Regions from separate parts of the Mus musculus genome. Here region 2 is linked to region 1. Evidence: chromatin contacts called from public Hi-C data. All regions are on one chromosome and are shown on one strand. Each heading gives the region's core, a stretch centred on a gene start, on an enhancer-like site or on the middle of the called end of the contact. The rest is flanking DNA. Distances are from core to core; before and after follow the strand shown.

Evidence for each region. A called contact is a pair of places that touch in the nucleus more often than the background predicts.
Region 2: a Hi-C map of brain shows a contact between it and region 1, with 13 times the contacts expected there. The contact joins the promoter of Trappc11 here to the promoter of Frg1 in region 1. A contact is called at or near these places in 1 of 39 promoter capture datasets (liver) and 1 of 484 Hi-C or Micro-C datasets (brain).

What each region holds. Positions count from the first base shown.
Region 1 is chr8:41,414,065-41,419,457 of GRCm38.p6, reverse strand. Frg1 (FSHD region gene 1) reads left to right here and starts at 2,340. Exons shown (of 9, transcript NM_013522.3): 1 at 2,340-2,558; 2 at 4,585-4,655. The coding sequence starts at 2,497. It overlaps Gm50494 (a long non-coding RNA gene), which reads right to left and starts at 2,332. Exons shown (of 2, transcript XR_003947538.1): 1 at 2,209-2,332; 2 at 1,723-2,107.
Region 2 is chr8:47,531,395-47,536,787 of GRCm38.p6, reverse strand. Trappc11 (trafficking protein particle complex 11) reads left to right here and starts at 3,318. Exons shown (of 30, transcript NM_177240.3): 1 at 3,318-3,469. Rwdd4a (RWD domain containing 4A) reads right to left here and starts at 3,143. Exons shown (of 8, transcript NM_203507.3): 1 at 2,845-3,143. The coding sequence starts at 2,868.

The DNA of each region.
Region 1 (5,393 bases), core at 1,091-3,590:
GCTTTTTGGGGAATGGTCTCTGCCTGGTGAATGATAAGCCCAGATTTATTAACTCATAATCTTGGTTAGCTAGAATGTTAGGTCTCACTGGGCAATGGTGGGGGTGGGCACACACCTTTAATCTCAGCAGAGGCAGTCAGATCTCTTTAAGATTTGAGGCCAGCCTGGTCTACAGAGCAAGCTCCAAAACAGCCAAGGACACCCAGACATCCCCTGTTTCAAAGTGGGGGGAAGATTTTAGGTCTCTACCTAAGAACAGAGATTCTGGGGGCTGGAGAGATGGCTCAGCGCTTAAGAGCGCTGAGTGCTCTTCTGAAGGTCCTGAGTTCAAATCCCAGCAACCATATGGTGGCTCACAACCATCCACAACGAGATCTGGCACCCTCTTCTGGGGTGTCTGAAGACAGCTTACATATTAATAAGTAAATAAATCTTTAAAAAAAGAGAGAGAAATTTTATCTTATTTTCCAAAGGAAAGTGTCTCTTCCTTAATGGACTTCTATAGAGCTCTGATCAAGACTACTGTGGCATTGCCTCTCTTAAGCCATAACCCCAGCATCATTTATGGGATGGGCTAAACCTGAGGATGAGACAAGACCTATTTCACCAAGAAAAGCCAAAGATCCAGTTCCAGAAAAGATTAGTGCCTTGAGCTTTGGTCGCGCTCTCAGGTCATCTCCAGGTAAGGATGCTCTTTCAGAAGTTAGAAGACACCCAGCTCCCTTCTGGTGTTCTTGGGAAAAGCGTGGTCATTCCTGCTTGTGCAGTTTTCCAGGGCCTTACCCTAAACTGCATGCTCTGTTCCTATCACAAAGCCAGGTCCCCAGCACCAGAAAAGACAAGACAAAGATAAAGAGAGTTAAATCAGATACTTTTAAGCAATAATCATTGGCTGAGTTACAAATAACAGACCCTGTATTTATTTGCTGGATAGGGAGAAGTACTTGCAAAAGTGTTTCCTGTATGAGGTTGTGGGCAGTTTCTGTGCAAGGTTGGAGTTCAGGCAGTATCTTTGTGATAGTTTTGTCAAAAATATCTTCTATTTGCTAGATGTAATCGCCATCTCAGAGGCTTGCTGCTGAATAAACTCACCCTTTCCACTCCTTTCTAAATTCTGGCTGGCTGATTCAGCTAATCTATTCTGGCTTCAACTCCTCTCCAAGCTGACTGATTTTCATCTGGCTTCTCTCCGTGTCTCCTGAGTTGCTCTGCTTGCCCTCAAACTAACTCTGGTAATCTATTCTAATCTTCTGGCTTCTCATTCTCTGGCTTTAACTGCCTCTGCTGACCTTCACTGAACTGCAGGAGCTCATGAAGGAACTCACTCAACTCCACTGTACTGTACTCGCCACTCTGACTCCCCACTGACTGACAAGCGCTAAAGACTGAACTTGCCCCTGACCTGAATAGCTTCTCTCTCTTGTGCCACTCAGATGAGCGTTGAGCATATTCTGTCAAATCTCCCTCTGATTCACCACTTTGTTTGCCCCTCAATTAGACATCGTTGTTTAGGATTAAAGGTGTGTACTAAGTGTGTGTCTGGATTCCAGCCAGATCACACAGACCTAGAATATCTTTGCACGTCATCCCTTGCCAGAGCTGCCATCAATCATTCCTTCAAAAGTGTTTTATATTTGTCAAGTGTTGACAAAGCCATTCCATTTTTTGATTCTAACAGCATTCATGTTTCTTTCACAAAAACCAAAGATCACACAGAAGCTGTATCAGCGGTGCATTGTTTGTAATGGAAGGGAGTTATAACATTGCGGGGAAGATTGGAGGAGGCAAAAGGAATACGCACTTGGCTGGATCAAGACTACAGGGAAAGACAGTATTCGGTGTGGAGACCAAAGTCTCTTCAGCACTTGCGATAGAAACCAGTAGTTAGCAACTATACATTGTATCATTCCTCAATTGTTTCTTGTGTGTTACTCATACACAATACACGAGTAAAACATGTACAACACAACTAACAACTCTGGAGCCAGAGTCGTTGATAAAGTTGCCCGAAGCCAAGGCTGTGACCCACGCCTCCACAGAACACACATCTCGGTTTCTCTGTGCAGGCCCAGTCTGGCGGGTTGCCGGGTACTTGGTGCGATGTCCGCTGCAAAGAGAGTGGGCAGATAGATTTGATCCTTTCAACATCTGGCTCATCCAATCCAGGTATGGTCTTTACAACCTCGGCAGCAGGAAACTGTTGGATACCTTCGCTTCCACCAGGGGGCGTCTCTATAAGTTTTGCCTGGTTTGGGGGGGAAAAAAAACCGCGAACATCCGGGACTTCGCCGCAGGAACGCTGACGTGATTGGACCCTCCACGGCCGCCGTAGTGCATCGGAAGCAGTAAACAGGAAGCCGGAGAATCGTAGCCTTGGGTTGAAGAAGACCGAGAGTTCCTCGGGGACTCGCTCAGCTCCGGCCGTTAGAGCCACTTCCTCCTCCTCCCAGTCCTACGGAAGCTCTGCCAGAGGCTGCCACTTCAGCGAGCCGGGCCATGGCCGAATATTCCTATGTAAAGTCCACCAAACTCGTGCTCAAGGGCACTAAAGCCAAGAGGTGAGGCGGCGCTCGGGAGGGAGGCGCGGTTCTCAGTGCATCCATCCCCGGGGCTCAAGGGACGGGGTAGCCAAGCCACCCAGGACACTCAGACCTGCGTGGACAGCCTCCCCGACACTTCTTAGCTGACGCTGCGTGGCCGGGGATCCCCCGAAACGGAGAGACCAGGAGTCCTACTTTTGCCCCCCCCCCCAGGCCTCCCCCTGCCTGCCTTGATAACTTGCTTTAAGGAAAGTTTTTTTTTCCACCGGTCTTTCCTGCAAATGGAAAAAGCAAGCGGACAAACAAAAACGCCCTGATTCTCTGCAGTGTAATATGTAGGGGGCAGGCAAAGCTGCATCATAGTGTGAGTCGGGACCTTGAATTCGCACCGGTGATGGGTTGATGGTTCGTTTGCTGATTTATTAGACGCTGGTTCTTGTTCCTCGAGACTATAAAAAAGAGTTATGAGAACTGAATGAGACAGCCAACTCAGAATATAACAGCCAAGTGGAGGCATGTGGGTGTGATTTATAGTTAGCCCTATAGAGAAAGATATCTTGCCCGATCCTATTTCCGTCCTCTTGAAGGATCTAGCCAAAGTTGAACACTTTATTTCCTGTATCACCGCTGAAGCAGTTTCAACAGGTACTTGTCAGCGAGCTTCGTGCTGAATGAGCTCGGAGCTTTATCCTGACCGAATCTGAAACTGTTTAAAATTTAGAATTTGCTTCTGAAGATGTTGTCGATAAAATACAAAGAAGTTAAGACAGCAGTTATTAAAACCTATGTAGTGCTTTCCATGTTTCCATGATTGGTTCTTTGTTTTTTTGAGACAAGGTTTCTCTGTGTAGTCCTGGAACTTAACTCTGTAGACTAGGATAGCCATGAACTCAGACACTCACCTGCCTCACCTCCCCCACCCCACCAACCCCCAAGTGCTGGGATTAAAGGCTTGGGCTGCAACCACAGCAAGGCTCAGAATTTGTTGTAAGCACTCTGAATAATCACTTTTCCCCTAAGATCTCTCCTCGTGTTTCCATTTATGGAGCTGTAATTCATAAGCCATAAACTCCTTTTAAAGTGTACAGCTAGTGGGGTTTAGTATATTTACGAGTTCACCACTATTTAGTCAGTAAGCATTTTGCCACTCCAAAGGAGACTGTTTAACCAACCATTAAATAGTCACACCCTTCTGCCCGCCCTTCCAGCTTCTGTCGACTGCTTTCCAGCTATAAGGATTTACTTGTTATGAATATGTTATGCCTGTGGAATTAAATAGTACATAGCCTTCTATGTTTGGCTTCTTTCACTTAGGTTGCTGTTGAGACAGGATCTCCGTACGTAGCTCTGGTTGGCCTGGAACTCACAGAGATCCACCCGTGTGCTGGGGGCTGCTGCTGTGTGCTATACCTGGAACTCACAGAGATCCACCCGTTTGCTGGGGGCTGCTGCTGTGTGCTATACCTAGCTTCTTGCTCTTCGTTTTGAAGAGCAATCCATCCTGTGGGCTGTGTGTTTGTTCTGTTCTGTGACTGAATGATACTATTTTTATTATGTTCTTTCTTCATTTGATGAGTGTTTTCTGCTAATGACAATGATGCTATCAGTTTTCTGGTTTTTGTGGACATACTTTTTTCATTTCTCTTGGATATCTGCGCGCACACACACACACACACACATGTGTGTGTGTGTAGAATTACCTAGGGTGTTATTTTTGATAACTCAGTGTTTAGCTTTTTGAGAAATGCTTTACAACAAGGCTGTCTTTAGTTAAGGGTTCTATTACTCTGATAAAACAACTTGACCAAAGACATGGGGTAGGGAGAGGGGTTATTTCAGCTTACTTCTGCTTTGCAGTCTGTCGTCTGGGAAATGAGGGCAGAAGCAGCTTCTCGGTGTTTTAAACCAAACATCTGTAAATTGTAAAAGATCGTTTATCCGTAGGTCACTCATAGAGCTGGAATGACTCCTGAGTTCTCACCTTGTAGTTCTTAACACATAACAGTATGTCCAAGTCCATGCATACATCTTTTTTCCCCTTTAGTAAAAAGAAAAAGAGCAAAGATAAGAAGAGAAAACGGGAAGAAGACGAGGAGACCCAACTTGATATTGTGGGTAAGCCACCTCAGTTCTTTTTATTTTTTAATTTTTTTCTCTCTAGAACCTCTTTTATTAGGGCACTAATCCCATTTTGAGAGCTTGACCATCACAAACGAATCTCCTCTCAGTGTTGTGACCGCTGCCGAGCTCCAGAGCATTGGTGACAAGGTTTCAGCATGTAAAATTTGGAGATGATACGAACATCCAGACTATGGCATGACTGAGATTTGAGGTTCCTATAATTCTCACTTGCCTTACAATATTCTTAGAATTTATCCAAACGTTAACAAAGTCTAGAAATCCATCCTAGCTCGAAGCTGCACTGTCGTTTATTGTATGAAATGTTAGCATCTCTTATTGTTCCACTTGAAGTGTTTTCTGAGTCAGAACTGATGGTCTGCTTGTCAGGTCACCAGATAAGACTTTTCTTCCTCACCGTAGGAACCCCACAGTGGGCCAGAGACTCCATTGAGACTGATCCCCAACTTTAAAGGCCTGTCAGACAAAAGTACTGTCATCTGCACATCATTTTCTTTGGAAGCACATAAACTGTGGTGACGAGTCTGCAATTTCTTTGTTTCCAAAGGAAGTATAATGTAGCAAATTAATTATCACATACCCTGAAATGAATGAGAATCCTAAACACAACAGAACATCAAGGCCCCTATAAGTGGTTCTAGAAGCACTTGCAAATCCATAGCCAATACCTTCTGTTTTCCTGCCCTATGTGTACCTATACTTTCAGTCAAATTT
Region 2 (5,393 bases), core at 2,069-4,568, 6.1 Mb before region 1:
AGCACAACAATTTCCCACTTGAAAAGGAACATCAATTATACCGGTAATCATTTCCATAAAGTAATACAATGCTTATGTAGTACAGCTCAGTCCCAAGAAAGAATATCAGAAAGAAAATTGACAGGATCTATTCAAGATGATCGAGAGACTAGAAGAGAAGATGCTAATTAGTAACCCCTGCCCAGGCTTTGTTCTCAGAACACTGTGGTCCCACAAATGAGAAATCTCCATCACTGTGCGTGAGAGCTGAGTCTGGGAGAAACAAAGACAAGAGTATCTGTTTTAGTTTTCAAAAAGATTGACGTCATTAACTCTGCAGACTAAAGAGGGTGACCTTGATTTATTCTCCATGTACAATTTTCAGATTAGATCATAAAGAAACAGGGCAGGCGAGCTTAGAATCCTTAGGACTCTGCAAGCATTACATCACGATATAGCTCAACAATCCTTCTCAGCGGAACTCTGTACTTTAGAGAAGGTCGGCGGACTCAGTCTCTTTAGATCCCAGCAAGGATCCCTTTCCAGGACAGATCAGCACAAAAACAATGCAGAACAGCAACAACAAAGAAAAACACAGACATTCAAACTGGACTCGAGAATGTCACTTTGGCCATAATCTCTTTCCATATTCTAATTAATAACTTGGGCAGGAACAAAAAGAGATGACAGGTTGTTAAAATGGATGGATGGTAATCTGATAAGAAAATATAAGTCAAGCCGATGAAAGAATTAGGACAGCCCCCTCCAAAGTTCTTTTAAACCAAGTTATGATAATATTTAACAGGGTAAATATTAACATTATCACATTAGATATTGCATTTAACACCTAAATATATAAGTAGAGGATGTGGGATGAACTACTTTGTAGAAAGCACTAAGTGGATGTGGACAGACAGTAAATCAGAAGACAGTGTGATGCAACGGTTTCAGCAGAGGCAAATGGAGGGGATTCTGTCCTTATACTCAGTTCAGGACAGCACAGGAACTAAGATACATGAACAAAAGTGAACTGGAAACATATGATGTGTTTTTAGTTGTTTTGTTTTATTTTTCAAAGGCAGTATCTTCAAAACCGGGCAGGAAACTATCTTCAAAGATCCAGACACCTATCATGAGGAAGAATAAAACTTCGCTGCTGAAATCAAAGATTCCTGGACTCTACCACAGAAATTCTGACTCGTTAGGTCTGAGGTGGAGTCAGCAACCAGTGGTGATGGTGGCCCGGCAGTCAAATCCATTAAGTGTTACATTGTGCTTTGCTCGGAGAAAGAACTATTTTCAAACTGACACAGAATAATTTTATTGGTTGGGGCTGGAGAGATGGCTCAGGGGTTAAGAACGGAGAGACCTGGTTCAATTTCTAGCACTTATATGGTGGTTCCCAGCTGTCTAGAACACCAGTTCGGGTATCCAACATCCTCTTCCAGCCTCTTTGGGTACCAGACACCCGAGTGGTACACATACATATATGTAGGCAAAACACTCATATATGTTAAAAAAAAAAACTATTTTAAAAATTGTATTTATTTATGGGATACAATGCAGTTCTTTGGTAAGTGTCCCTGTTACAACTATCACCCCAAGTTTTCAACCACTTATTTGTCAATGAATCATTCGAAGCTCTTCTAGCTATTATGAAATGCACAGGGTACTGTAAAACGAGTCATTCACTGTGTAAAATGACATTAGACTTTCCTCTTCTCCATTTATGTCTGTAACCACTCACTAGTAGTCTCTAACCCTTCCTCTCTAGTCTCCCTCACCTGGATTTATTAATGCTTTGGATTCATTGAACTGGTAAGAATATTTTAGCAGGATATTCAGATACCAATTACCTTGTGAATGTGGGGTTCCTGTATGGAGTATTTGTAGTCTAGATTCTATTAACACCCACATTGTCAAATGTTAATTTTTAAGCAACATATTCAAAACAAACAACAAATTACTATGTATCTACTACTACACAAGGAGTCTACTGCTACATAAGATTTGTCTTCTTTGTTTGAGAAGGCATTTTTGGAACACCAGGCTAGTCTCAAACTCTGACATCAGCCTGCCTCTGCCACCCTAACACTGGGATTAAAGGCGTACACCACTACCGCCAGGTGGGATTTATCTTCTAATCCTTACTCTACCACGTTCACCAAGCTAGGGTGCTCTTTTTCCTTTTTCATCTGGACACATTACAGAGTTGGAAAGTTCAATGACAGGTGATTTATAGGACCTATTCCTTCCGACTTTGATATTTTGCAAAGCAAACAAACCACCACCACCAATAACAACAACAACAAAAACCAAAACACAAACTACAAAATTCTGATTGACATGAGGATGCTCAAAAATATTGTATATCCCTCAACAACAGACTGAGGAGTGACTTCACTGAGCATTATGGACAGAAACCGAAACACCAGGGTCATTCATTTTTCTGTAGAGATTTTACTTACTCGATCGACCCTTTCCACGAGACCACAAGTTTTCAAATTTAAAGGCGTTCAGATTTGAAGACAGAATAACTCGACACACAAGCGCTAAGCCACACAAGGGATTTAAGGACGGCCAAGTGCTCTAGGGTCGTGGACCAAGGACACTCATCTTACCAAGGAAATCTAGGAAGACCTAAATACAAAAATGACAAATGAGGGAAGCGGGAGGCTGAGTCTCACGTAACCCATTCGTGCTTGCTGGCCATAAGGTTGCCCAGTGCTATCTGGCAGGGGAACCACCAACGTGGGACATCCGGACAGGCGAAGAAGGTTCTCAGAGCAAAGGACACGTGCGAAGTCTGGGTGCTCCACGTCGTGACCTGCGCCGGGACAGGGGTGTCTAGTCCTGGGTTCTCACCTCTTGGTCCTCGTTGGCACCCATCGTGCCGGGCGCACGGCGTTCGCTACCGCGATGAACGGGCGGGCAGCGGGCGGGAGGCCGGGGCACCCCGTTTCCGCGCCTCGGTCTAGAGAAATCCTCCTCGCAGCCGTGGGTACGACCTCGTGCGCTCCAGATCCTCGGCAGCACCAAGCCACCGGCAGTCGATTGTGGGCCGGGAACCCAGGATCGCGTTATGTGTGATCGGGAACCGGGATCACGTTAAGGGACACCTAGACCTCTGACCAGTTACTGATGGGCGGTACCGAGGAAGCCCCGCCCCTTCTCACGATCGCGTCTCCTATTGGCTCCTTCTCTTTCCGCCCCCAACTCTTTCTCCTCTAGGAAATGGAACACCTTCCTAACAAGGAAACCCGTTCTATTCCAGGACTGGTGTGGAGTGCTGTCACTCAAGCCCAGGAAGTGCTTCCTGTGCCAGCGGAGGCGGGGAAAAGGAAGTGTCGCCTTCTGTCGCCCGGTCTGCGGCTGGGGCTGTTGCTTGTCGGTGGCCGCATTCCTAGACGCCCCTGCCTGGCTCTCTTGCCTCTTTCGGGGCTGACGGCGACTCGCCGCAGCTGCAGCGGGTCCAGGGCGTGCGGCCAGGGTGAGTTGGGCCCAGAGACCTTCCAGGCCAGGCTATCCCGGCTGGCTTGGTGGCCTGCGTTTCCCCTTGGCGTCCACCGATGCAATCTTGGCGTTTCTCCTTCCCCTGCAAAGAATTATTGCCAGAGAGGTGGGAGTGGTGGAGGAAAATAATGTCAGTTTCTAGGACTTTGAGGTTATTCTCCTTGCCCAGTGGCAGCTACTAGAGCCTAATGCTGAGATCCTAGGGACAGCCCTTTGGTTCTTCATTTGAGCGTTTTGCAATCGGATGTCTCTGAATCCTTGCTTGTTAGCCGGTGACTTGCATCCCAAACCACCTGTTTATTGATAGCCGTCTTCTTTAGTAGATACTCTGATTGGGTTAGCTTGTTTCTCTTCTATGATAGATTGCACTGACGAGGTGATCTGGTGCTGAGGACTTAACTTTGTACTTCTCCATGTTCCCTCTCTGTCAATGGTTTGCTTGGTTTCTCCATTATTTTCCGGGAAATCAGGAAGCGATTTCTTTCCTGTGTGTCACTGAAATCTATTCAGTCAACACTTGTCCTGTTCCGTTCCTTTTTAAATTTTCCTACAGCATAGTCAGGACCATTGCAAGTGTCCAAGCTTGTAAGGTAGAATAAAGCCGGGATTGCTGGTGTAGTTTTCATGACGTTGTTGGAAAAGATTTACACTGTCAGCTGTGAGAGCCAGTAACTAAGGGAAGGCTAGAGAGCACTTGAAATCTGCTAGTTTAACGGAGGGTGTGCAGTTCCTATAAAATACGCACAGGCTTGAAGACAATGCACAAATAGGTTTTTACAAGTTCATCGATAACTTATAATGATGTTTGGAAAATATTGTTGGCTAAAATAGAATATATCTAAAATCCCACATCTTTCTTTTTCTTTTGGGGGGGAGTTGGGAGGCTGTCTTTGATATCTCCATAGCCCTGGCTGGCCTGAAACTGCCCCCTGCCTCTGCCTCTCCAATGATGGGTTTTCAGGAGTGCTTTCTGAGCCAACTTCTCTTTTCCCTTCTAACATAACTGCTGGAAATTTTGACTTTTTTTTTCTTTGATTCATGCTGTATACCTCTCAGGTGGTGCTAATTTTAAAACTTTGCAAGTTTATTCTACTTCCCCTTATAGCCGGTCAATATTCAAGGGCCACAGCTATTTCTTTGGAGCCTCTAAGATCAAGGGAAAAGGCCCTTTCACATTCTCATCTAGACTGTTTGGTTTTAGGCAGATATGGTAGCCATATTATATTTTGACCACTTCTATTTTGCTCTTCATCTTACTCCCCAGAAGCTGTGGATTTCTTTGCCCTCATAGCACAACCCTCCCCAAAGGTCTTTTGAAGCAGTTCTGCAAGCTTATGGTGTAGATACATCATTTCTGGCAAGCTTTCCAACTCATGTTGCACTATCCATTGTTCCTTTAGCGTTTGAGTGTGAGGTAGCTAATTAGTAAAGGTGATTAGCGTTTCAGGTAGAAATAATCCACATTTTAGGGACCAGGTGGCATTTACACTAAAAGTTTCCCAGAGATTACCTTGTGGTGTGTATAATGTGATGATGGCGATCACTGTTTAAAAAAGCAGGTGATAAATCCTGTCAGAAATAAGGAACTGTTTTAAATAGATAGTGACCCTTTTGATTGGAATAAGCACCTTTTTTGTACAGTCATTTTGTAAAGTTAATGCATACCTGCGTTTATTGTAGACTTAACGAAAGGACACAATACCAACATGCCCTAGGGATTTCCATTCATTACTGGTGTCTCTCTTAGACATTTTCCTTTACCTATTATGTCATCCTATATTATGAAAATCAAAAAAGCAGCTATTAAATAATTCACACTTTATATGAATTATATTCTAAGTATTGAGAAATTAGATAATTGTAATTCCAAAGAAATCAGAGAAAGTTAGATTTTTATATAT